7 separate regions of the Mus musculus genome follow, and all the other regions are linked to region 6. The links are chromatin contacts, called in public Hi-C, HiChIP or PLAC-seq and promoter capture Hi-C maps. All regions are on one chromosome and are shown on one strand. Each heading gives the region's core, a stretch centred on a gene start, on an enhancer-like site or on the middle of the called end of the contact. The rest is flanking DNA. Distances are from core to core; before and after follow the strand shown.

Region 1 (3,395 bases), core at 545-3,044, 940 kb before region 6:
AAAAGCCTTCTTTGCTAAGTACTGCCACTTACACATTGACTTCTTCTTTCTTCGTATTCCTCTCTTGTCGTATTGGTCTAGTTAAGACATTAAACACTATATTGAATGAGAGTGGAGAAAATGACACCCTCGTCTTTGTTCTGATTTTTAGTGGAAATGCTTTGAATTTCTCTCCTTTCAGCATGTTGTTGGCTCTATGCTTGTCACATATAGCTTTTATTAAGTTGAGATACATTCTTTCGATTCCTGGTCTCCTCAGAGCTCTCATCACGATGGATTTTACCCATCTATTAAGATGATCATGTTATTTCTATCCTTGTGTCCATCTATATGATATCTTACATTTGTACTGATGTACTGATTTGCCTATGTTGAAACATCCTGTATTTCTATGAAGAAAACAACTTAATCATGATAAATGATATTTTTCATGGGATCTTGAATTCAGTTCAAAAGCATTTTATTGAGACTAGGAAAGTAGTTTAAATTTTCTTTGTTGTTGTATCTTTATCTGTGTTTTAGTATCGGGGTAATACTGGCTTCATAGAAGAGTTTGGTAGAATTTCTTTCTCCTTTATATTATAAAATCGTTTGAGAAGAATTGATGATAATTATTATTTGAAGGTTTGGTTAAAATTATGTGTGAATCCATGTGAGTCTGGACTTTTAGTTGGGAGTGTTTTTGTTTTTGTTGTTGTTTTATCGTTTCCATGTTGTAGATCTCCTTACATTGTTAATTTCATGTTGGTTTAATGCTGTGATAGGTCATACACATATAAATATTTACCTACTCCTTTTAGATTTTCCAGTTTAGTGGAATATGCTTTTAAGGAATAGCCTAATAATTTTCTGAATTTCATCCATATTTATTATAATTTTATATTTGCATCTCTAACTTTATTACTCCAAATATTTTCTTTCTTTGGTCTGGCTGAATATTTGACAATGCTGTTTATCTTTTCCAACAATCAACTCTTAGTTTCATTGACTCTTTTGTTTTTGCTTTCTATTTCTATTTCATTAATTTTGCCCCGATCTTTATTACTTCCTTTCTTCTACTGTTTTTGGGTTTGCTGTATTCTTGCTTAAGTAATTTATTTGATATCACTCTGATGTTTTCACTTTTATGACTGTTTTAAGTCACCTCCCATCATTGTGTTAAGGTCAGTATGTGAATTTAAATGTAATGGAGTTTCTTTTATAAAATTGAGTACACCAGTGTTAGGTGTGTTTTTAGAAGTGTAATAGACTCTGTTTTTTCTTTGAATAGAATGAGGTGTCCCTCCTCCCACTTTCTCTGTTTTTACCAGATATGCTATGCTATCTCTGTGTGGTCCTGGCTATCCTAGAACTCATTCTGTAGCCCAGGCTGGCCTTGAACTCAGAGTTCCATCTGCCTCTGCTTCCCAAATGCTGAGATTAAAGGTGTGTGCCACATCTGCCCAACTTCCTTTTCTTCTCTAACTGGTTTTGGTTTGAAGTCTATTGTGTCAGATGCTTGGACAGTAACACCTGCTTGTTTCTCCATTCCAATTCCACTTGCTTGAAATACCCTTTTCTCCCACATGCAAAGTGAGTTCCAGGACAGCCAGGGCTATACAGAGAAACACTGTCTCAAAAACAAAACAAAACAAAACAAAACAAAACAAAACAAAACAAAACAAAATATATGAATGTATTTAATTATATGAAGGTGTTTTGCCTGTATGCAGGTCTGTATTCCAGTAGCTGGCATGTGTGGTGCCCAAGAGGGCAAGAAGAGGGCATTAGATCACTGCACTGGAGTTACAGACAGTTGTAAGTTGCCATGTAGGAGTTAAGAATCAAATTTCTGTTGTCTGGGAGAGAAGCCCATACTCTTAATCATTGAGCAATGTAACTTCAATTTTTCTTAACCCTACTTTTAATAATGGTTCTTAAATGCTTTAACCTCCTGTCCTGCCCACCACGCACCCAAGGTAGTGGAAAAGAAAGGATATGGGGGAAGTAGACTTGTTTAGAAATTATTCTTTGGTGCATATCCCATCTGTGTTGTCAGGAAATGAGCAGTTCAGTTCACAGGTTAGCAAGAGCAGATTGATCCACTCCCCAACACTTCACAAATATACCAGAGTCCAGTTCAGTAGGGTTGGGATAGTAAACACAAATCAGCAGGGGTGGCATGACCTAGCAGAGACAGTTCAGCCTCAGCTGAATTGGCACAAGCTGGCAGGAGGGACCACAGCCAACAGGAATGCCAGGAATAGTTCTCAGCTGTGCCTCTCTCTCTTTTCTCTCCTTTTTTCAATTTAATTTTTTAGATATTTTCTTCATTTACAATTCAAATGCTATCCTCAAAGTCCCTTATACCCTCCCCCAACCCTGCTCTCCAACCCACTCCCCCTTCCTGGCCCTGGTATTCCCCTGTACTGGGGCATATAAAGTTTGCAAGACCAAGGGCCTCTCCTCCTAATGATGGCCGATTAGGCCATCTTCTGCAACATATGCAGCTAGAGACACGAGCTCAGGGGGTACTGGTTAGTTCATATTGCTGTTCCTCTTACAGGGTTGCAGACCCCTTCTGCTCCTTGGGTACTTTCTCTAGCTCCTACATTGGGGGCCCTGTGATCTATCTAATAGATGATTCTGAGCATCCACTTCTGTATTTGCCAGGCACTGGCATAGCCTCATAAGAGTCAGCTATATCAGGGTCCTGTTGGCAAATTCTTGCTGGCATATGCAATTTGTGTCTGCATTTGGTGGTTGTTTATGGTATGGATACCAGGATGGGCCAGTCCCTAAAAAGGGAAGTAGACACAATAAAGAAAACCTAAAGTGGGGCAACTCTGGAGATAGAAATCCTAGGAAAAAAATCTGGAACCATGGATACGAGCATCAGCAACAGAATACAAGAGATGGAAGAGAGAATCTCAGGTGCAGAAGATTCCATAGAAAACATGGACACAGCAATCAAAGAAAATGCAAGATGCAAAAAGATCCTAACTCAAAACATCCAGGAAATCCAGGACACAATGAGAAGACCAAAACTAAGTATAATAGGTATAGATCAGAATGAAGATTTTCAACTTAAAGGGCCAGTAAATATCGTCAACAAAATTATAGAAGAAAACTTCCCTAACCTAAAGAAAGAGATGCCCATGAACATACAAGAAACCTACAGGACTCCAAATAGACTGGACCAGAAAAGAAATTCCTCCTGACACATAATAATCAGAACAACAAATGCACTAAATAAAGATAGAATATTAAAAGCAGTAAGGGAAAAAGGTCAAGTAACATATAAAGGCAGACCTATTAGAATTACACCAGACTTCTCATCAGAGACTATGAAAGCCAGAAGATCCTGGAAAGATGTTATACAGACCCTAAGAGAACACAAATGCCAACCCAGGCTA
Region 2 (3,777 bases), core at 811-3,310, 840 kb before region 6:
ACATTTGCAAATGTCTGCCGAGTGGTGCTTCATACATTCCCTTAGTCAAGTCTACCACAAGATCTCAGAGGGAAAAGGCCTCGACTTCTGGGAATTTCAAGTATGAAAAAGCATAGCCAGAGGTAGTAAAAAAAAGAAAAAATCATGATAAAAAGCTAAAGTAAAGATAAGTGTTATTGTAAGACCTGGTGAGAGCGGCATCAACCTACGCTTATTCTTCTACAGCTCATTTTCATGTAATATCTTTTTGATTACTAGCTTTCACTGATCTATATAAATGTAACCTACACATTTTACCTGCTGGATGCTATACATACAATCTAGGGATTCCACACAACTGAGCCTTCTCCCTACTATTAAATATTTAGATTGTTTCAGTTTCCTTCATACAATAAACGATTCCTTAGGAAAATCTTAAACATATCTGTAAGCTAAAGTACTTCCCAGGTGGGAGACCTAAAACGGAAGTAACCAGTCACTGGATATGTATATACTCAACCTTATTAGACAACTGTAGTGACTTCTGTGATTACCTGGCTGCAGTGTATGAAATTCGGTATCTCTACAGTCGTATGATTGTAAACTTTATGTCAACTTGGCTGAGCCACAGTGTTCAGATATCTGGTTAATCAAGATGCTTCTGTAGTAATGTCTCTTAAATGAGTGGGCGCGCGCACACACGCACACACACACACACACACACACACACACACACACGAATGCATGCAGACACATGAATGCATGCACACGCATGCAGACAGACAGACACACACACACACACACTGTTGACTCTTTTAACTTTATTTATTTTTTTTATTAGATATTTTCTTTATATACATTTCAAATGCTATCCTGAAAGTTCCCTATACCCTCCTTCCACCTTTCTCCCCTACCCACCCACTCCTGCTTCTTGGCCCTGGCATTCCCCTGTACTGGGGCATATAAAGTTTGCAAAACCAAGGGGCCTCTCTTCCCAGTGATGGCTGATTAGGCCATCTTCTGCTACATATGCAGCTAGAGACACAAGCTCTGGGGGTACTGGTTAGTTCATATTGTTGTTCCACCTATAGGTTGCAGACCCCTTCAGCTCCTTGGGTTCTTTCTCTAGGGGCCCTGTGTTCCATCTTATAGATGACTGTGAGCATCCACTTCTGTATTTGCCAGGCACTGGCATAGCCTCACACGAGACAGCTATATCAGGGTCACACTGTTGACTCTTGTTCCGTATAAGAGCCTTGCTACACTTTCTACCTGTGATCCTTTAATTTGGTCATTTCATAGACATATTCTAAGTATCTATATGTACAAACTCATGTTTTATTTATGTATATTAATGATGTGTCAGTAAACTCACAGAAAATGTCACACCAGACGAAGGAGACAATCACACGTAAGCATGGAACTATGCCACATATTACACATCAACAAGTGCCACAAATAATAGGAAGAAATCTTAGCAAAGGGGGCAGGACATGTGGTGAAGGTCTGTAGTTTTAAAAATAGCACTGGGGGAGGCCCCTTAGCACAGCTCACTGGCAATGCCTCAGAGCTGTCATTTCATTTGACATTATCTGTGTGTGTGTGTGTGTGTGTGTGTGTGTGTGTTATCTGGAGGCTCTTGGTATTTTCTTGTTACTTTCACTTATTTGTAAGTAGATTACTACAGACTTGGCCTTAACAGTGTTCTTGGGATTTGCTGTGCTCCTTGGATCTGTGGTTTGTGTATTTTAACAAAAGTACCTTTTTTTTTTTTTTCAGCATTTCCCCTCATTTACATTTTAAAAACACCCTCATCTCTATCTTGGCATGTCAAACAATGAGCTTCACTTGGTCCTGTATAACGTTTTCTAAAAGCCGTTGTAAATTATTTCTATAATTTTTAAAGTCTTTGCTAACTCATTTGCCATTTCTGAATCTATCCGTATGATTAAGGATTTTCCTGGCTCCAGGTCACATTATTGTGCTTCATCGGCCATGTGGTGACTTCTGAATTGGACTCTGTGACTTGGAACGTCGTCAGGACTTTTTCTCTCTAATCTGCCTGTAAAATGTTTTGAATCAATTAATTTTCTGGCAAACCAGTTGGCCCCATTCCCACTTGCTCTCCAGCTTTGCTGGCTCAGGTCTGCAGCCTGACTGCACAAGCTCTCGCTCTCTAGGGACCACTGACTCCCTAGGTGCTGATAAGGCTTTGTGACTTTTGTCATAACGCTGTCACCAAGCCTTGTCAAGCGGTTAGTGGTTTATAGCTCCTGGGTGTTGAGCTCAGCCTGAATTAGGGAGCCCCATTCAATGCGCATGCATCCTGATAGAAGCCACAGAGTGATCCAAAAGCAAATCCCTGTGACTCTTCCCAGGAAGTCGCCACCACCACACACACCTTCAGTCTCTCTGGATCCTCAGTTTGGTGAGAATAAAATGCTCAGTTTCATTCCCAGACCTGTGTGTGTGTGAGTGCGCGCATGTTGCGTGTCTGTGTATATGTGTGTGTATACATATATACATATAATATACATATACATACATACATACATACACACACACACATATATTTTAAAGACAGAATCTCATGAAGCTCAGGCTGGCCTTGAACTCACTATGCCACCACAGATGGCCTTCAGTTCCTTCCTGGTCCTTCTGGCTCCACTTACTGAGTGTTAGGATTACAGGTATGTACAACTACACCTCAAAGTCAATTTCTTTATGACCCTTTTTCACTTCCGACTGATCAGAGTCACACATTTCATTTCTTTTCTGCTTTTACTAAGCTAACAAACTAATGCTCGTCATGTTAGCCCCACCTTTTTAGACAGTCCTATATTAAAAGCATCAGTAATCACAATTATAATTTTATTAGATATTATGCAAAACAGCCTCTTTAACATTAATTAGTTCAGGCTTTTGTTCTCTTGTCCTTTGAAAACAGACAGAAACTGTGCAGCTGCTTCGAGCCAGGCCACATCAATCACAAGTGACAGGCCTTCAGCTGCAGCGCCTCAGTCAATGGAAAAACAGAACAGCAACGTTCGCGCGAGAGCACCAGACCTTGGCGAGCAGCTGCTTCTGGAGTATCCCAGGAGCATCCCAGCACCACCAGACTAACAGCCCCAGCAGGTCACAGTCAGTCTAAGGCAGGGGTCCCAGGGCACACCGCTGTCACAATGACAGTTAAGACAGGTGTCGTCCTCTTGGTGATCATCACAGAGTCGCATAATTTGCCTAACTGGAAACACCTTTGTATTTTCAACGTTCAAGCTGTCAATCTCAAAACTATGTCTACATGATTTTCCTCTGAATGTACAGATTAGAAAAAAATACCTTTCTCCACTAAAAATTAATTAGGAACAATAGTTCCTTAGCTTCTTAGAATACTTTAAGGTTATTTTAAAGATGATTTTTAGAGATCACTGTGAAGACAAACATTCTGCTAATAAGGTCTTTCTGACTCTAACAGATAAGCGGTGGGGTTGGGGGGATCAAGAAGCAAACAAACAAGAGAGTCAGGGTCTGGACTTTGATGGACAGCCTAAGTCCTCCTCTACAAAGTATTACTGTTTTAAGCAGTATGATAGTAGTTATAGTAGCCTCGCTTTCTGAAAGCAATCTGACTAAAAACACTGTGTGGAAAAGAGAAGCAGTAATGCTAGTCTGACCAATTATGAAATATGTAATTCCTAAGTTTCTAGTTTTCATACCCTTTATTTTATAAGATTTTAAGTCTTGCAAACTTCCTTAAAGTCATAGTCACTTTTGTCCTTGATAAAACATTAACACAAG
Region 3 (3,689 bases), core at 605-3,104, 800 kb before region 6:
GTCAACATCAGTACTCAGTAAAACCAGAGGCTAGACCTGACTGGTCCTCCTTCACCAAGACTACAGGCTTAGGGGTATCAGGAGACCTTCAGTGAGAAGGAACAGGGCATACTAAATTTTAAACACTCCTTTCACAGATGTGTGTGAACTTTTAGAAAACTTCATAAAATCCCTATTTAACCCTTTCAGGAACTGTTAAGTACTGATAAACTACAAGACTGGTGCAGATTGGAGTAAGGAAAAATTAAGCAAGAGCCAACACTACCTTCACTCAACTACCGGGTCCAAAAAAGAAAAGAAAATCCTAAGACTATATTTATCAAAGCCACAAAATGGTAGTTATACACACACACACACACACACACACACACACAGGTATAATACATATTATTGGTAACATATATACATGTACATATGCTAACCTGAAAACCGAAAAGACACTCAAGACTCAGAGTCGGAACAGTTTCACATCTTTGTACCTGGCCCACGGCAGAGCTCGGCCATCTAGATGACAAGTCAAGGCCTGTCAGCCTTAATAGTCCATGTATAAAAGGGGGCCTCACACATGAACTCACAACAGGTAAGACTTGCCCAATGTCACCCAGGTAGTGAGGGCCACCAACAACAGCATTCAGGTTGTCTGGGAGTTAACCAGTCCCCTTGAAGATGAATTCAATGAGCAAGCAGTTAAACCAACTGAGAACATGGTTCCCAGGGGTCACCCATTAATGCAGCACAGATACTTGGACGTTCACTTGAAAAGGAGAAGGTCTTTAACACTGAGACTTTACCTCCATGTGTGATGTGCTGAGTTCAGAGTACATTTTCTGTCATGAACCAGATCAAAGTAAACAGGAAAAAAAATAGAATGGTATTATACAAAAATATTTTTACTTTGATTCTATTTTAAGTAACCTGAGAAACCAGGTTGTGACTACAGGAATTGGGGTCCTAATGTTTGGATTCAATCCACTTAAGTCCCAAACTACTTTTTACACACACACACACACACACACACACACACACACACACTTCTGAATTTCACTACCTGGGTCTCAAGTTACCTGCAGTTCACCTGCAGCTTAGGTAAACAGTTAACTCCCAGCGGGGAAAACTTTCCTTGCAAAAGGCCACCCCGTCTTAACTTCCTTTCTTAAGCGAACCTGACTGGCCCCAGCACACTGTGGGCCCACTGCTCCTTCCCCAACACTGCCTCCCTTATTTGCATCCCAGCAGCCAACGTCAGGCACCCGATTCGGGACAGCACAGCCTTAAAGCGCAATGAATGAGCTTCAACTCTAAGGACTTGCAAATTCCAAGTTCTCAAAGTTTGCTTTTGTTTTCAAATCTTACATCATTTTTCCCACGCACACACACCAGCATACACTTGGTGCTACCACCATATTTAAGCCAGACTGCTTCTCCTCTTAGAAGCACAGGGGTACGTTCTGGCTGCCCACTGGCCCCAGATGCCCATGCCTGCCCGGGGGGTCTGTCCTTGGGGCCGAGCGGCGTTGACCACGGGCGTGGACACGTGGGCCGAGGCCGCCCGCTAGGTTCAGGCTGGGAGGAGCCCCGCGACCCGGGCGGCTCCGCAAACAAAGGCCGGGGAGCGGCGCGGGGCGAGCGGGGGCTGCGGGAACCGAGCTGCGGGAGGCGCGGGTCGGGGGGCGCGGTGAGAGCGGGGTACTCACGGAGGTCTCGTCGCGGTACACGTCGGGGTACTGGAAGGACAGCATGGCCGGATCCGGGCGCGGGCTGAAGGGGGGAAGTGCGGGCGAGGCTGGGCGCGGACTGCGGCGGAGGGCGGCGTGCGAGCGGGCGAGCGGACAGCCGGCGTGCACGGGCGGACTCACGGTGGGGCAGTGCGCCAAGCAGGAAGACGCTGTCGGCAAGGCCGGGAGCCCCTCCCCGGCGGGCGGGCCCAAGCGGCGACAAGAGGGAGCGGAGTCGCCGCGCGGGCGCCGGAACGGGCGCACAGCTCCCTCTGCAGGAGCACCAGCCGCGCCCGGGCGCACGGAGGAGCACGCTGGCGACGCCGCGCCACGCCGCTCGGCGACCGGCCTCCCGCAGCCCCGCGCTACGCCGCCTCCCCTCCTTCGCGCCCAGGAAGGAAAACTTTGCCTCTTCCCTGACCTAGGCCGGCTTTCCCCAACCCGCCCGTCCGCCTGCCTGCCACCAGCCACTCTGTATATGGAAGAAGAAATGCTTCAAGGTGATCGTGAAGGAAGTACAGCTTCCTCCCTTAACCCTTGATGGACACGGACTGCTCGGCCTCCAGGCTGAAGAGGTTCTTCAGAGGTGTTGCCAAGACAATGGATGATCCCTTGTTGGAGATTTACTGACTGATGGGGAGCGAGGTGAGAGAACTTATGGTAACCTAGGGTCCTTGTCTGACCCTATGGCTCCTCCCTTCTGCTTCGGGTTTTGTATTTTGAGCAACACTGTTCCTGAGTTGTAAAGAGACAAGATACCTCCTGCCTGATCTCAAACCCATCATGAAGACTGACTGACTACACTTCTCTATCCATGGGCCTCCTTTGTAGACCACCCAGAAGAGGCATTGTAGCCCCAATTTTCAATGTGTATAATGTGTCCTTGCCTTCCTACTTGCCATGGGAAAGATAGGGCCATCAGTAAAAGTCTGCATTATAAGAGAATTCTCACTGTTGGTTTCTAACTATTAAGGCTCATGTTGCAGGCTAGCACTACTGAACCCAGTCGCCAGGGGCTGCCAGGAGGTCTAGCTCCTGCCATCTCTGTGTGCAGTGCGTCATAAAGATAATCCCAAGGACACTTGACTCAGAGAATCCCCAGATAAGCGTTGATGCCTCCTTAAATGTTGATTTGAAAACTGTTATTGTCCCAGTTTTACAGTTGAGATAAACTGGAACTTTGTTTTGCTCAGTTTCACAAATAGTAGGGGTGGAGAAGAAAAGAGAGCCAGGATTCAGTCCCTGAAGGCTAACATTTCATTTCTACCTGTCCGACGTCTTCCCCCTCAGAAGGCACATAGAGATGCAGTTTGTTTGTAGTTTACAAGGGCATCCTTTTTAGCAAGAGAAACTTGAGTTTGACTACTTATGCTAGAAAGACTGACAAGTGTAGCAGCAGCTCATTATTATTATTATCATTATTATCATTGTCCCTGTTGCTGTGATTAAAAAAAAAAAAAAAAACTCTGACTAAGAAAACAAACACAGGGAGGAAAGGATTTGTTTTTGCTTACAGGTCAACATAACTCATTTGTTCTACAGCCCAAGTCTACCTGCTCATGGATGGTACTTCCTAGAGGGCTAGGCCTTCCTATATCAAATAGCAATCAAGAAAATGCCCCGCAGACATGCCCAAAGCAGATCTGCTAGCGGCAACTCTTCCATTATTCCTTCTCCCCCAGTGGGTGTGTGGAACTCACAAGCCATGACAATACTCAGGGAGGAATGGAGCCTCTGATACCATTCACTTTCTCTCCTTAGGGTCAACCACGTGTCCAGCTCCTTGGACCTCGACAGCTGAAAACCTGCACTCCCTGGTTGTATACCCTTCATGTTTTCCAGGTTCTAGATCTGTGCTGTCCCTTTAATCCCGTAACAAACTCTATTTAACAGATACAGAAAAATCTCAGCCACCTTAAAGCGCCTAAGTCACCCAACACTAAGACAGAACCAAGGCTCCCTTACTTCAGTTGG
Region 4 (3,868 bases), core at 146-2,645, 730 kb before region 6:
GATGACTCTGTGGGGCTTTTCTATGCAGTCTCTGAAGTCAGACCACTCTGAGGCACATCTATGACAATGTGGTTGGTTTTTGTCTATGTGCAGATTCCTGTGTAGTTGGATTTGTTTGTTTGTTTGTTTGTTTTTTATGGGATTCTTTGAGAATTCAGAAACACACACACACACACACACACACACACACACTATAGATCTTTCTTGTTAGGGAGTTCCACAAACACCCTGAAGCCTGCATGACAACCCCTGATGCACATTCTTATACTTTAATTAATGAACTCATCGTGGATTATTTCTTTAATAGCCTTTCCAGGCTGTCTGCATTTTATTGCCACTTTTTGTCAAAGGAAACATTATTTTAAAAACAATTGAGCAGAATGAGAGTTTTTGAAAGGATGGAAGAAGAAACAAAGAAACAAACTTAAAATCCCAGCAGCTCCTGAGATTCAGTCCCCTTAGAAAACAAACACACTCTCTAGCAAGTGAAATGAGTCAGCACACTCTGTCTATGCTAATTTAAGAAAGGAAAATAAATTCTGAGTTCAGAACAGTACACCCCACTTTTCTAGGCGTTTCTGTCTCATTCTTCATTGAAGTTCTGATCTCTCCTGCATGATGGCCTCCGGCCTGCTGGTCTACCTACAGCTAGCTCCTCTTATCACAACACAGCACATTCTTATCTCTTCTCAGTAAAAACTACCAACTGGGTAAAAATATTTCTAACTGAATTCTCATTTAACATGTGAAACCGGCTCTTTTTCCTCCAGCCTGTGCAGTTTTTTCTTTTTTCTTTTCGGTTACAGGATGTTGTCCCCTTTCTTTTAAAAAAGATCTTTGAGGCATATAAGTTCTGAACTCAGAATTTATTTTCCTTTCTCGAATTAGCTGTAGCTAGAGTGCACTGAGTCATTTCACATGCCAGAGAGTGTGTTTGCTTTCCTCGGCGCCAGGTTGCCCTTTAGCATGCAGAAAGTTAAGAAGAAGGCAGTTTCACAACCCTCCCCTCTTAGCACCTGTCTGCAGTCTCACACCTGAAAATCAGCCTTGTCCTAAAGTGCTCATATGCTGGCCGGAAGTCCAATGGTCACCTCCATTTAAATGGCCTCTCTTCAGGTGCAGTTTTCCAATCTCCCACTAGTTGGGGCTCTACACAAAGAAAAGAAAAGAAAAAAGGAAATAAAGGGGCTCCACAGAATTATTTACTAAGCAAACACTACGCAGGAAGACTTTATTTTCCGTGTTCTTGAAAATACGACTGGTCATTTTATTTTGGTTCTAACACATCGACCACAGGTTTGTTTTGGGTTTTGGTTTTTGTCCCCCCCTCTAACTGCCCCCCCCTCCGTGGGTCAGTTTTATTTGCTCTTCATACCTTGATTTGAAAAGTCTGAACCAAGGTTACTACTGCTTTTGACATCGTTTAGAGGCAGTCAGCTCTCTCAGTGCGTAGTTGCTCTAAACTAGGAACGTGGAAAGTGCATAGACTGAACATTTAGCACACAAACTACAGCTCCACCTTCTCAGTAAGATTATTCTCTGCTCTGCTCTTAAACCCGCAGCACCAAATGCAGCTGATATTTTCTCTCTGTCTCTGTCTGTCTCTCTATGTCCCCGTGGGGCCCCCTCCTCTCTCTCTCTCTGTTTAGTCAGGATGAAAGATCCCCGTGGATAGTCACAAATAATCAAGATCCTCCCGTGCGGTCCACTGGCGCTCAGTTTTAGCTTTGTTTGTCCGGTCTTTCTCCACCTCCCCGGAGATCCTTTGGCAAATCAGATAAACAATGCCTTTTTTGCTTAAGGCAGAAAGAACAGTTGAATACAATGGGAGGCCAGACTTGGCTGAAATGCTGGCTGCAGGTGCTCTCAGCATTGTGGTCATTTAAACCAGATGCTGGGGAGTCGAAGCACCTGCTTCCCCTCTCTGTGTACACTTGAGAGACTGTGCTCCTGCGTAGGACAGGTCAGCGCATGGCTAAAACGAGTGGTGCCCCACAGCAGCATCGTTCTGGTTCATAAGACAGTTGGTACTAGGAAGAGCTTCGTACAGAGCCTGTTTAATCCTCAAACATATGTAGTTTAATTCAATATTCTTCTCTCTCCATTTCCAGACATACCATCACTATTCTGTATACACAGACAGACAGACAGACAGACAGACAGACAGACAGACACACACACACACACACACACACACACACACACACACACACACCTCTGCAACAGAGTCTACTTAAAGTAGACACTCAGATACAACGTTATTTTTCTCTGGTTTATATTATCTAGCAGGAAAGACTGACTAGGAACAAGAGGGTGATGATTTTTATGGTTCTGATAAAAATGAGACAGATGCCGAAAGCCTTGCATAGCTCAGATTTTATGAACATCTCTACAGCCATCATAAATCTATGGACAATCCACAATGAACATTAAATTGTGTACCTTGAATGTTGAGCATTAAATAAGAGATCAGGGTGACACTGCTTGTGTGTGTGTGTGTGTGTGTGACTAGACTAGATTCAAAGCTATAAGAGACTAGTTTGGTATTTTTGTACTAAAATTATTCTAAAGCACAATATTGCAAATCTAAATATGAATACATTAACTTCAGGGATATGTGAAAGTATTCAGAGTGTTTGTGGTATAGCTGTATGAGTCAGGCCTTGCCCTGATGTTAATATTTTAATTTCAATTTAAATATTTCTTTTCATCATAAATTCATTTTGGAACAGAGTCAGTTCTTCACAGTGATGCAGAGGGATTTTTTTTTTTCTTTCTTGTATTTATGAACCATGTTCTTCAAAGTTCATCGAGAAAGCTTTTGTCTTGAGAGCTGAGGTCCTTTCTGGAGGTTTCTGTGCAAACACACCAGTACTAGGGCTGAGGTCGGATGCCTGGAGGAGAGTCAAATAGAGGCCTTTTCAAGATCTCTAGTCCACCCTTCCCAAGAGAAACTTGTTTCTCATCTGTAAACCTCTCCTGGTCAGGCTGTGCGAAGAAATACTTTAATTTTTTTCCCCATAGCTCTTAATACACGGATATGGATTCTTTTCTGTGTATATGGTGGTAGAAATGGAATCCAGAGCCTTGTGCATGATTAAGCATATACTATACCACAGACCCACACTGTTAGCTTGTGACTATGTCCTTACTGCTGCCTGCTGAGGTCTTTGAAATGAAAAACCTTAAAAATGTTTCTAGGTTTGCAAGGACAGGAAGGGTGGCAGAATGGCTGAGGGTAACAAATCAAGAGAGCTAGTGGGGTTAGCTTGAGATGAGGGTATATAGTGCTGAGAAAGCATGCTTTGAAAGAAACCAGTCACAATGTGTTTTATTTTGTCTTGTTTTTTAAAGGAGGGGGTATATCTCTTTTTCTCCTCTTGTGTCTACATTCTTCTGGGCTAAAAAGTCCGTAGAGTGATTACCAAGATGTAGGAGAGGGGAGAGGGGAGAGGGGAGAGGGGAGAGGGGAGAGGGGAGAGGGGAGAGGGGAGACAGAGTCAGAGAGACAAAGAGACAGAGAGACAGAGATAGAAACACCACACAGGGAGAGACAGATAAAAAGACACACAGAGAGACAGACAGACTCAAAGGGAGGGACATACGGAAGAAGACATGAGAAAGACACACACACGAGAGAGAGAGAGAGAGAGAGAGAGAGAGAGAGAGAGAGAGAGAGAGAGAGAGAGAGAAACTAGATATTCCAACCTGCAGATGTGTGCTGCAGCAGTCTGTCCTGGGGAAATCGAATGGGGTAGAGAGGATGGCTTAGCAGAGATGACTATGGGAAGAGAGATTACAACCTCAGCTAAACCTCGACTCTTGTATTTAATATCTTTGGAGCTGTTTTCACTTATCTGTGTGACTC
Region 5 (3,392 bases), core at 726-3,225, 860 kb before region 6:
CATAGACCTTATCATAAAAAACTTACAAATTAATAAACACTACACACCAAAACTAGACAACCCTAAAGTCGATACAAACTCAATGAACTTTTACCCAGCTAGAACAGGCATTTGGAACAAAAGCCACAGTTTAACATTAGATTTTACACTTTTGGTATTGAATATATTTTAGGTTCTTATCCACCACGAAAACCAAACAAAATTGCATGTCGGAACTGGAACTAGAAAACAATGACTGTATATCCTCTGGTACCTTGTGTCTGTTAGTGCATTCAGTCTCTTCTCGACCTCTTATACAACCCCTGTTCTCCATGCTATACTGCACCCGCATGGAATCTGTTCACATATAGAGACTTACTATGGGCTAGATAAAAGATATGAAAGAAAACATGCTTTTTATTGTTTTCTGATATTATGTGACCCACAGTGCAGATTTTATATGGTTACTCACTGAGGGCTGGCTATGTTCTCAAGGCTACCTGGATACTTTCATACTGTGGGTTATACATTTCCAGGCTGATACAAAGTGATGCTGTGTTCCAGACACGGAAGAGAAAGCACTGACGATGAGGCACTGGCCACAGAAGGGGCATATAACGTGCTTCTCTATCGTACAGAAACAGAGACCCTTACCATCCTTTCGGCTACGTCGTTACTTCAGATCTGCACAGACAAGAGAAGGGCAGGCCGCTCTGCACAGGGGTATTACACCCTCATCCAGAGTGCCAAAGCTCTACAGACATCTGTGTATGCAGGACGACATCATGTACAGGTGAATGCAAATGCAGGGGCAGCCAACTGAGAACAACTCATAGCATTCCAGGTCACTGCCACGGTGAGACCTCAGTGCTCCATGAAAACACTGCCCTTCACCCTTCCCTAGGCTACCTACAAAACTGTTACATAGTGTGTGTGAGAGAGAGAGAGAGAATGAGAGAGACAGACAGAGACAGAGACAGAGACATGGCAAGGGGCATACACTGGGGTCAGAGGATAGCTTGTGCAAATCAGTTCTTTCCTTCCAGCACGTGGGTTTCAGAGACCAAGCTCAGGGTGCCAGGCTTATCAACAAGCACCTTCCCTGGCTGAGTTATCTTGCCACGGCCCCTCCCTGTTTCTAACCAAGGCCTGAGTATACAGACCCAGTGTTACGGAAAAAGATTATCACTAGTACAGCAGACAGCTCACGTGGATGCGGGTGGGCCGCACTATGAACTTGGAGCAACACTTCATGGCATCAAAAAGCTTATCCATGCTCAAGAACATGTCCTAGCAACAGCAGAGCCTGTATGCTAGCACCACACATCAGTTATTACCGAGGTCACAGAAACCTAAAGGTAAAAACAAAGTCCAAACCTAACTTAAAAGAGCAGATGCTGGGGGTGATGGTAGTGCACACCTTTAACCCCAGCATGAGGCAGAGGTAGGTAGATCTCTGTGAGTTCAAGGCCAGCCTGGTCTTCAGAGCAAGTCCCAGGACAGCTATGGCTACATAGAGAAACCCACAAAAGAAAACATAACAAAACAAAACAAAACAAAACAGAAAAGATATCCCACTACTGTGACTCCAAGGCATGTTGGCAAACACAAATGGTCAATGCTAAGATTGAGGTACACAGCAGACCACTGTGAGGACGGTCACCCTAAGAAAGTGTCCTACTAAGTATAAAGGACAAGAGGCACAGGCAGTGACACCATGGCCGAACGCTTAAAATCCTTACTATTGCCTGCACCTGCTCATAAAATATGGATACAGGGGCTCTTCTAATTTATCTCGTCTTTTACACAACGTGAGACCGTTAAGGAAAGAGAATAGTTGGCGTATATTCAGCTCCTGGTCCATTTTCAGGTTTATGATTTTTTTCTTTCATTTTAGTCTGAGGGGGAAAAAACCAATCTCTCAGCTGGCTGAACCACAATGAGACTCTGAGAAGCCAGGAAGTGAATTCTGGCTACGCTCCATTTCTTTGTTATGCCCCGTTCAACCACAGCACACAATTCCATCCACTGATGACACGGGCCAGCGGCACCATGAGCACACGGCACGCTGAGGCTCAGCTTCTCGCACTGGCTGTGAAATTATGGATCTCGCAGCAGTGCAAAGGCAGAAGCACACTCTACAAGACAGGAGGTCCTAAGCGTCAGTGATTGTAAACCACTCACTCTCCTCCCCAGCCCCCACGGCAAGAGGGCTTCTCTCAGCCCCTGGCCGGAAATGTTCCACACACGATGTCATCTTTCTCTGGACCAGGGCAGTAGCATCTTTTCAGATCTTGGTGTGTTTCAATCCTTGGGCTTGCCGACATTTCCCGGAGAGTAGTGCCAACCTATGGAATGTCTGCATTCAAACAAACAGTCCCTGGCAGTGTTATAAATCTGTATCGACTTACTGAGAGTCTAAACTTTCTTTCATTTTTGTTAAAAGAGAAAGACGCGTATTACTGGCAATATGTGTGGGTAAGATTCCCAGGCAGGTTCCCCAATCTGTTTCACGAGGTGGCATCGCTAATGTATCTTAGCTTCTCTGGAAAAGACTTGGGCAGACAGGTTCTGATCAACCCGATGTGGTTGTTTTACAGTAAAAAGCAAAGGAGGTAATAAATTAACTAGAGATTTAATAAACCCACCTAAAACTAAAATTCTTACATGGATCAGAGAGGAGGAGAGAGAGAGAGAGACAATGAGTTCTCTGGGATCTGATTCTGAGACTTGTTTCCCCTGTTGCTTTGAACAGTAACTTAAGACAATTAATAAGAAAACGTGTTTCCGATGTGGCCAGTTTTCCCAGAGCTGCCACCAGGATGGGTAAAAGCAACACAGACAGTGTTCTGTGTCTGAGGATGAAACTCAGCACCAGGCCCTTCACCTTCCCAGGCAAAATGCACAGGCCTTGTGAAATGCAGACCGTCCACACACACCCTCCCCAGTGTGTATGGGGTGGCTTAGCCGGCTGTCTCCTTGCCCTTCCCTCTCCATCTCGTTTGGTCCTTCTGCTGCTGCATCTCCAGGAAGACGGTACCTCTAGGAGGTAGGTCGTGAACACTATTAGTTAGTGGTTGCCAACCCTATTGGCCAATCTACACATCTGCATGGTCACACACTTTACCTATAGAAGAGAAGGAGTCAGGGAAGTGTATTCAAATCACACCAAGAAAAAGCACAAATTCATGTCATTCCCAGAATCGCTGGAAACAAAAATGAGTTTTTCCAGACCTGCTGCCTTGACTTACCACTTTACTATACACCGTGAGGATGCTTTTCACTCTCGCACAAAGCCCTCCCTAGAGCTGTGGGAAGCGACTGTTGGAAACACCGCTGAGAGCGTCATCAAACCATGCGCACATCTGCGTCCCGTCTCTACTGCATAAATGTAAACCCAGACCCCTGCAAAT
Region 6 (3,853 bases), core at 1,132-3,631:
TTGTATACTATGTGTATCTACCTTCTTGCTTGGGACAATCTCTGTGAGTTCAAGGCTAGCCTGGTCAACAAGGCAAGGTCCATGACATCCAGGGCTGTTACACTGAGAAACCTTGTTTCGAGAAACCAATTTGAAAAAAAACAGTAAAAGAGACAGTTAAAAGTAGAGCCAGGTGGTGGTGGTATAGGCTTTTAATCTCAGCTCTGGGAGGCAGAGGCAAGTGGATCTCTGAGTTCAATGCCAGCCTGGTCTATAGAGCAAGTTCCAGAACAGTCAGGAATACACAAAGAAATCCTGTACAGAGACAGAGAGACAAAGAGACGAAGGAGTGAGTTGGGGAGGAAAGAAAAGGAAGGGTGGAAGGAAGGAATCTGAACTTTTAATCCCAGCCCTCAGAAGGCAGAGGCAAGCAGATAGCTATGAGTTCAAGTCCAGCCTGATACAAGGCCACAGAATGAGACCCTGTCTCAAAAAAAAAAAAAAAGTAAAAGTAAAAAATAGATGGTTCAGCAGTAAAGAATTCCGGCTGCACTTGCAGAGCACATGGGTTTGACTCTCAGTCCCACATGGTGGTTCACATCCTTCAGTACCTCTAGTTCTAGCAGACTCCTTGATGGGCACTAGGCATAAATATGATGGGCATATGGATATGCAGGCAAAACCTGGTCACTTTATGATTAAAATGGAAAAAAAAAATAAGTCTTTACAAAGTCCCACAATGACCTTGTCTCATCTCTAAGCACTCCTATTTGCCCCTGGAATTGGCTAGTATGCTCCAATGGCCTTTCCATGTAGCTTAGCCTCACTCACATACCTTTTCTGTGAACAGCACTAGATCTCCCATGCACACCACCACCCCTACCCATTCCATTTCATTGGCTTATCCTTTTTCTAGAACTTTCTATCACCTGGAAAATACTTTTTTCCCCTTGGGACAGGTGCTCACTGTGTCACTCTGATTAGTCTAAAACTCACTATGCAGACCGGGATTAAAGCTGTGTGTGTGTGTTTGTGTGTTCTTTTCGGAGACAAGAGTCTTGCTCTGTAGTACAGGCTGGCCTCCAACCCAAAGCAACCTTCCTTCCTCAGCTTCTCTAGCACAAGGATTAGAAACGTGGGCAATCACAGTTGGGGTTTGTTTTGTTTTCGGGTTATAGTTTGGTTTTGTGCTGCTCAAGATCCAATGCAGGGCCAAAAAATGCTAGGTTGTTTTTGGGCTTTGGAGGATGTTGTCTGTGTGTTGCAAAGAGTACCATGCCCTCTAGGATTGCAGCAAACTCACTAAATAGCCAAGGCTGGCCTTAAACTCCTGATTTTCCTGCCTTCACCCCACCTCCACTGCTGGAATTAAAGGTACAGGCCACAAAACTGGGCTCAAAGTACAATTAAACTTAGTGTAACATTCTCACCTGCCAAGACAACTACCATAAAGCCAATGTTCTTGTTCTCAAATTTCAATTCAAACAATAATTTTAATGAAGTCAGAATATTTGCATCTGACTCAAATACTCGGTATCAAGGACCCAAGATACTTATCAGGTGAATTCTAGAAGGCTTTAGATAGTCAACTGCTCCTGGGGTTCTGACTAGTGAAGACTTGCTATGCTTTCTCAGTGAAAACAATGCTACATGCTTTGGGAGAAAAACCTACATGCCACCCAGATTCTTAGGTTCCTCAAGTTTATATTCTTTGAGAGCAATTTCAACAAAGTAACTAAATAAACGAAAGTGTTCTACTAACAGAAAAATGCATTTGTTAGTATTAAGTACTAAAATTAAACTGAGACTCAAAGAACTGCATCGAAGAGAAACAGTCTGCGTTTAGATAGAATCAAAAAGCACCGAAACAATTACGATTTAAATAAAATGCAAGTCCTTAACTTGAGCTCCAGACTCGATGCTACATTTCCTACCTTAGTAAGGAACTGACATACTAACTACCCAAAGGGACAGCTAGACTGCCCAAGGGCTCCCGGGCCGGTGTCTCGCCAACCCCACCTCCGCCCAGCGGCACCGCCTCCCCCGCCATCCCTCCGGGTGCGCTCTTTACACGGGCCGCTCGCCCGCAGCCCCTGCCCCTGCCCGGTCCCACTCCCGCCCCACACTTCCACGCCCGGGACACACATGAGCCCTACCCGAGGTGCCGGCTCTGCTCCGGCTTCCCGCAGCGCGAAAGCCGCTCGGTCGGGTTCTGTCTGCCGGGATCACACTGTCCTGCAGAGGCGCAGGAGCAGAAGTCCCAGTGCGCGCGCAGCCGCACAGTGCTGCCGCCCGGGTCAGAAAACAGCCCGACGGGCACTTCCGCCCTCGGAACCAGAGTGAACCGCAGCGCCGGGCGCCCACCGTAGGTCCAGTCACCCTCGGCGCCCGGAGATGACGTCACCAAGACCACGTGGCAAGCGCTCCGCCCTCCGAGCGCGGCCCAACCTGGCAAGACCTGAGTTGCTCCTGAGCGTGCGCAGACACACAGGGAGCGCCTGAACTCGGAACGAGTTTGCCGGTTTTCTTCTTGGATGGACAGAACGCAGTCGTTGGTGTTCCCGGTTGTCAGTGTGACAGTTGTGGAAGAACAGAGAAATAAAGGATCCTGAGACATCGGCTGCCGTGGTAGCAGCATTTTTCTCTTCCTCACAAAACAGTATTGTAAAAACCTTACTTTTAAGGGTGGTTGGGATGGTTTAATTTAGTTGGGTTAGAGTCAGGACAGGGGTATCAAGCTGCAAGTCTGGGACTTAACTAGGTATCTCGTGTTCCTCAGTCTCCCAAGTGCTAGAACTGCAGACGTGAGCCACCACACCCGGCTTTCAAGGTAAACCACATTCATTTGCTCGGTAGAACCTCCCCACTCCTGTAGGACCACAGTAGGCATTAGTGGCTGTATTTAACCCCAGTTGGTAAAAGTACCAAAACCTCCCTCACCTCTAAGAGTACCTTTCCTACTCTTATTGCTTTGAAAATAAAACAAAACGTAAAGAGTACTTGATCTGGGTCTTCACTCACCAAACATTTTAACACCCTCCTCCTCGTCCTCCTCCACCTTCTCTTCCTCCTTCTCTTCTCCCCTCTTACTCTTCTCTTTCCTTCCCCCACCCGGAGAGGATGAGGTGTCCAACTAGATCCTAAGAGATGGTAAATGGAGCCCCGGGAGCTGCAGTTACAGGCAGTTGTGAGGCACCCAGTGCAGGCACTGGAAATGATTTTAGTCTTTTGCGAGATCAGTGAGCACAATTAACTCTTAACTACACTGATCTGTAGGTATTTCTCCAGCCTTTTTTTTTCTTTCCTTTCTTCCTCCTTTTTTGGGTTTGAGACAAGCTCTCGTGCAACGCTGACTGACCTCAAACTCTATGTATAATCATGGATACTCTTTAACCCCCATCCTCCGATCTGACCTTGAATTTACCATCCTTCTGCTTCAATTTCTCTACTGGAATTTCTGCCACGACACTTTGCTCTGTCAGCAGCGGCAGAGCCTGGCTAGAGCCATGAATCTAAATAAAGGCAGTGTTACCTGAAGAAACCCAAGAGGGTCTTGTCAGACTTCTGTTGAGGAGAAGCTGGGTTGGCCTTCATAAGGCTCCACCTAATGTAATTTGGTGCCATTCTCTGGTTATCCTGGGTGTGGACCTTGTACCAGTGTCCACGTCCTGGCCAGTACTTAATAAAACTTGCTCCAAATTTGCCTCAAACTTTGTTGTAGTGATCTTGCTCTTGTCCCATGAGTTTGACACCTTTCTTTTGTGAGGTTCCTTGAGCCTTGGAGGAGATGGTGTCCCTTTTATGGCTGAGCATACAATAGTCATTTATTTTCAGTGCTTAGACCAGGTATGATTTCAGCTAGTAACTGATTACT
Region 7 (3,428 bases), core at 837-3,336, 780 kb before region 6:
CTGCTTTCTGCCACGGGTCTGGTCTGAGGTTTTACTCTATTTTTCAAGCCACAGACTCTGGCTTGGTCCTTGAGTATATTGTTGTCTGAACCTTACAGGGAAAGATTCCCCCTGGGATTTCTTGTTTTTTCTATGACATCAAGTGTGTCCAGCCTGTTTTGGTGGAGACTTTTCCCACAGCTCCCTCAAGAGCTTTCTCCCTTGTGCATACCTCAGGATGAATGTCTGTCTCCAGATTTCTCTAGGATAAAGGCACAACTTTTTAAAAGATTATCTAGTAATGAATCGATTTACTGTTATAATACACAATAAGTGAGAAATGCATTATTGAGAATTTTTTTTGTGGTTTTTTTTTGTTTTGTTTTGTTTTGTTTTGTTTTGTTTTTAGAGACAGGGTTTCTCTGTATAGCCCTGGCTGTTCTGGAACTCACTTTGTAGACCAGGCTGGCCTCGAACTCAGAAATCCGCCTGCCTCTGTCTCCCGAGTGCTGGGATTAAAGGCGTGTGCCACCTGGTAACTTACAATGTCTCAATAATACTTTTAAAATGTAATAAGGGTAGAGTCTCCTTTGCTTTCTCTAGCCTTTCTTTGCCTTCCTGCGTTTAGATATTGAGTAATCCGTGAGTTCTTGGCCTCCTCTCCTCTCCTCTCCTCTCCTCTCCTCTCCTCTCCTCTCCCTCTCCTCTCGCTGGCCTACATTCCACTGAAACCTACTGTTCTTCAGAGTAACATCTAAGCTCGCACTCTGAGGTTGACCTGTCTTTTGCTAAAAGGACTTCAAAGGTCCCCATTTCTTATATATATTCGATCTTCTCATTTGCATCAACCTTTTTTATTTTTTTTCCAAGCATCTCTCAGGGGGGAAAATGATCCTTCGTATGCACACATGAGCACACCCAGGAAACTGGACAGAGGAGCCATTCCAGGTTAAATACAAATACCAGTCAAAGGGCAGAACTTCACCTTGTTTTTCCTTTAATAATAAAAGTCCGTTTCAAAGCAGATAGTCACTTAACATACCCATGTATATAACATCTGGGTAGAAGGGACAGAAAAAGCAAAGGAGTCACAAAATATATGAAAACCTCCTAAGCTGAAATCTCAAGAATGAGAAAGGCTGAAATGGTTATAGCTCTGGAGGGAGGGCTGGGGAGGGAAGACACAGTGGTAGATATTTAGGGAAGATGCCTTGGGAGCTAAGAGCAAGGTATACAATGGAGGCAATGTGAGAGGGCGGTGTGGCTGGTGCGCATGCGCAGAGCAGTGCAGGCACTGGGAGAGAGAGAGAAGCTGGAGGAGAAAACAAGTCTCCTATATTCCTTGTCAGAGGGGAGCTAGAGCAATTTACTTCAGAGTAAATCACTTCTACGGTGTGTGAGTCTGATAATATTATTGATATGACCAAAAATATGAACGGGGGCAGACCTGCTGTAATGAGAGATCAGGGACCCAGGGAACAGACAACGCGTTTCCTTCTTAAGTCCTGGGATCGAACAGCTTCAAGTCAGCAGTACCCAGAGGCAAGAAAGAGGGAAGATGGCTCAGCATCTTGCAGAGCCTGGCTGCCTAGCATAGATGCTTGGATTCTAGTGTTACCACCTGGCAAGTAGGAGGGGAGACAGGGTTATGAGCAGGTGTTTTTTATGGGTCAGGCCTGAAAGTAGCACACATTATTGCTTCGCTTCTGCTCCATTAGTCAGATCCAGTCTCGTGGCTACCCCAGATTATAAAGGAACCTGAAAACTGGGGCCTGCGTGTGACGAAGAAGAAAAGAAGATGGGTTTCAGGGACACTGGCAAGTAAGCCCCTGCCTCAGAATGGGAAACCCCTGCTCACTTCCCCACTCAGCCTTTGGTCTGTTGCCTCAGCCTTCCTCACATCTCTTGTCTCCGTCCCATGTCTAATCCCTTCACACCAGTGTATTGAGGCCCTCTTGGGTTACTTCTGTCAACCCTAGTCCTTCTGCCATGTAATTTTTTATGCTTTGGTCAGCAACGAGTTGTTTGTTTGCCCAGCGTGCCCTGCTCTGAGGAAACAGTCCAGCCTTGCTGGTCAGCTGGAGTAACTAGCCATGCAGGTTGGTGAATCAGCAGGTGGCACTCGGTGTCAGCAAGACACCCATTCTAAAGCCACACACAAGTAGTGAACGCCTGGGTTCAGTCACGCTCAGGGGAGCCAAACACTGGCTCTCGTGACCTACTTCCTCAAGACTCGACTTTCAAAAGAGTGACTACGCCCAGGCTGACCAGAGGGTTGTTAAAAACAGAGATGTCAACATGCTCTGAACTGACTGCCAACAAAAACATTCCCTTTGTGTCGCGGCTTTCTTCACAGTGCACTCAGGAAGGACAAAGAAGTTTGACCTGTCTGGGTTGGAGGGCGGCAAGCCGCTGTCCTCAGAATTTCTCTCTAGCAGGTGAAGAAAGAGGAATGGGTGTTTTAAAACGAGAGTTGAGGTGACTGCCCGCACAGGTACTAATTAGCCCTAGTTGCTGTTAGGAAACTGGCTCCCTTCAAAGGCTTCATTGTTTGGCTGCTTCTTCCCTCCACCTGTGTCACCTGCTCCTTTCACTCCACAGCACGTCTAGGGTGTTCTCCCCAGCACTGTAAGGCGCAGATGAAAGTGGTCAAAGGAAAGATCTGGAGATGGAGGCTCTTCATTGAGCCTCGCAGCTAACGCTGACATTGACGGAGATAAGAAGGGACAGGGAACCAGGAAGCTCTTATCTTTGTCTGCCTGTGGCTCTGTTTCTCTTTGCTTACGTCCAAATTCAGACGTTTAAAGATCATATGTCTACGCTCGTGACTCATAGGGTCCTCCGCCATCAAGACAAGCAAATAGTTTCATAGGTAACGTGTCTAGGATAATCTGAATGCTAGGGCTCTCCTTTGCCTTCATTTAAAATACAGGCTCCTAGAAATCCAAGCAAGGGATGGGTTCTCCCTGATGCTAGTTTGCATTGTAATGATCAGAGATTAGTATTTTTCCATCACCTAAAACCATCACCATCCTTTTTTTTTTCTTTTTTTCTTTTTGGTTTTTTGATTTTTGGTTTTTCAAGACAGGGTTTCTCTGTATAGCCCTGGCTGTCCTGGAACTCAGAGATCTGATTGTTAACCATTATTCAGATCTAGCAGTCTCTGTGGGTACAGCAGTACTTTCGGTCTCACTGCCCATCTTAAAAATATATGCATTTCCCTAAACTTCTCTTCCAAGAATTCCCTTTTCATTTACCTCAATTAGGTGCTTTATTGATAGATTGATAGGTTGATTTTTTTTGTTTGTTTTTTTGTTTTGAGAGAATGTTTCTCCATGTAGCCTTGGCTGTTGTGGAATTCACTGTGTAAACCATGCTGGCATCAAACTTAGAGATCTGCCTGACTTTGCCTCCCACCTGCTGGGGTTAAAGGCATGGGCCACCATCAC

Evidence for each region. Promoter capture Hi-C pulls out the DNA fragments that hold promoters and counts their contacts. Hi-C and Micro-C count contacts between places; a contact is called where the count stands out from the background. HiChIP or PLAC-seq counts read pairs in DNA pulled down with a chosen protein or histone mark.
Region 1: a promoter capture Hi-C map of liver shows a contact between it and region 6, with 2.9 times the contacts expected there. The contact joins the enhancer-like site here to the promoter of Atg5 in region 6. A contact is called at or near these places in 4 of 39 promoter capture datasets (embryonic stem cells, hippocampal neurons, liver and 1 more) and 2 of 115 datasets of contacts at active chromatin or transcription factors (bone marrow-derived macrophages and large pre-B cells).
Region 2: an H3K4me3 HiChIP or PLAC-seq map of the 230-238 cell line shows a contact between it and region 6, with 14 read pairs. The contact joins the enhancer-like site here to the promoter of Atg5 in region 6. A contact is called at or near these places in 9 of 39 promoter capture datasets (the 3T3-L1 cell line, the C10 cell line, cranial neural crest and 5 more), 15 of 115 datasets of contacts at active chromatin or transcription factors (the 230-238 cell line, astrocytes, bone marrow-derived dendritic cells and 8 more) and 2 of 9 other capture datasets (adipose tissue and macrophages).
Region 3: an HNF4G HiChIP or PLAC-seq map of pancreatic cancer cells shows a contact between it and region 6. The contact joins the promoter of Prep here to the promoter of Atg5 in region 6. A contact is called at or near these places in 19 of 39 promoter capture datasets (the 3T3-L1 cell line, 3T3-L1-derived adipocytes, the C10 cell line and 13 more), 5 of 484 Hi-C or Micro-C datasets (B cells, bone marrow-derived macrophages, embryonic stem cells and 2 more), 37 of 115 datasets of contacts at active chromatin or transcription factors (the 230-238 cell line, CD4 T cells, the NIH/3T3 cell line and 26 more) and 4 of 9 other capture datasets (adipose tissue, embryonic stem cells, liver and 1 more).
Region 4: a contact with region 6 is called in a Hi-C map of B cells, with 28 read pairs. The contact joins the enhancer-like site here to the promoter of Atg5 in region 6. A contact is called at or near these places in 20 of 39 promoter capture datasets (the 3T3-L1 cell line, the C10 cell line, cranial neural crest and 11 more), 1 of 15 datasets of contacts at CTCF or cohesin (embryonic stem cells), 7 of 484 Hi-C or Micro-C datasets (B cells, CD8 T cells, LSK cells and 4 more), 43 of 115 datasets of contacts at active chromatin or transcription factors (the 230-238 cell line, the SCID.adh cell line, T-cell acute lymphoblastic leukemia and 26 more) and 2 of 9 other capture datasets (adipose tissue and liver).
Region 5: a contact with region 6 is called in a promoter capture Hi-C map of hematopoietic stem and progenitor cells, with 5 times the contacts expected there. The contact joins the enhancer-like site here to the promoter of Atg5 in region 6. A contact is called at or near these places in 10 of 39 promoter capture datasets (the 3T3-L1 cell line, the C10 cell line, frontonasal cranial neural crest and 6 more), 2 of 484 Hi-C or Micro-C datasets (bone marrow-derived macrophages and olfactory sensory neurons), 6 of 115 datasets of contacts at active chromatin or transcription factors (astrocytes, embryonic limb bud, embryonic stem cells and 2 more) and 3 of 9 other capture datasets (adipose tissue, liver and macrophages).
Region 7: a contact with region 6 is called in a promoter capture Hi-C map of liver, with 6 times the contacts expected there. The contact joins the enhancer-like site here to the promoter of Atg5 in region 6. A contact is called at or near these places in 16 of 39 promoter capture datasets (the 3T3-L1 cell line, the HPC-7 cell line, HPC-7-derived erythroid cells and 11 more), 1 of 15 datasets of contacts at CTCF or cohesin (embryonic stem cells), 3 of 484 Hi-C or Micro-C datasets (B cells, bone marrow-derived macrophages and hematopoietic stem and progenitor cells), 34 of 115 datasets of contacts at active chromatin or transcription factors (the 230-238 cell line, the SCID.adh cell line, bone marrow-derived dendritic cells and 21 more) and 4 of 9 other capture datasets (adipose tissue, embryonic stem cells, liver and 1 more).

What each region holds. Positions count from the first base shown.
Region 1 is chr10:45,209,195-45,212,589 of GRCm38.p6, reverse strand. No RefSeq gene overlaps it. Among named protein-coding and RNA genes, the nearest start is that of Gm26016, 58 kb to the left of the region's middle. Within about 2 kb of position 1,794, at least 5 of the 459 cell types and tissues checked have an H3K27ac peak or open chromatin away from gene starts, as enhancers often do. A contact at or near this core is called in liver, where this site is marked.
Region 2 is chr10:45,102,659-45,106,435 of GRCm38.p6, reverse strand. All of the region lies in intron 6 of Prep (prolyl endopeptidase), which reads right to left. Among named protein-coding and RNA genes, the nearest start is that of Prep, 37 kb to the right of the region's middle. Within about 2 kb of position 2,060, at least 55 of the 459 cell types and tissues checked have an H3K27ac peak or open chromatin away from gene starts, as enhancers often do. A contact at or near this core is called in the 230-238 cell line, double positive thymocytes, liver and 3 more, where this site is marked.
Region 3 is chr10:45,065,381-45,069,069 of GRCm38.p6, reverse strand. Prep (prolyl endopeptidase) reads right to left here and starts at 1,854. Exons shown (of 15, transcript NM_011156.3): 1 at 1,695-1,854. The coding sequence starts at 1,739. It also overlaps 2310075K07Rik.
Region 4 is chr10:44,998,273-45,002,140 of GRCm38.p6, reverse strand. No RefSeq gene overlaps it. Among named protein-coding and RNA genes, the nearest start is that of Gm40639, 24 kb to the left of the region's middle. Within about 2 kb of position 1,395, at least 127 of the 459 cell types and tissues checked have an H3K27ac peak or open chromatin away from gene starts, as enhancers often do. A contact at or near this core is called in B cells, CD8 T cells, the SCID.adh cell line and 9 more, where this site is marked.
Region 5 is chr10:45,127,919-45,131,310 of GRCm38.p6, reverse strand. The region is part of intron 10 of Prep (prolyl endopeptidase); the gene reads right to left. Among named protein-coding and RNA genes, the nearest start is that of Prep, 62 kb to the right of the region's middle. Within about 2 kb of position 1,975, at least 77 of the 459 cell types and tissues checked have an H3K27ac peak or open chromatin away from gene starts, as enhancers often do. A contact at or near this core is called in hematopoietic stem and progenitor cells and hippocampal neurons, where this site is marked.
Region 6 is chr10:44,266,867-44,270,719 of GRCm38.p6, reverse strand. It overlaps Atg5 (autophagy related 5), which reads right to left and starts at 2,381. Exons shown (of 8, transcript NM_053069.6): 1 at 2,136-2,381. Gm40637 (a long non-coding RNA gene) reads left to right here and starts at 2,518. Exons shown (of 2, transcript XR_871625.2): 1 at 2,518-2,607; 2 at 2,759-2,978.
Region 7 is chr10:45,047,604-45,051,031 of GRCm38.p6, reverse strand. No RefSeq gene overlaps it. Among named protein-coding and RNA genes, the nearest start is that of Prep, 18 kb to the left of the region's middle. Within about 2 kb of position 2,086, at least 85 of the 459 cell types and tissues checked have an H3K27ac peak or open chromatin away from gene starts, as enhancers often do. A contact at or near this core is called in B cells, adipose tissue, bone marrow-derived dendritic cells and 4 more, where this site is marked.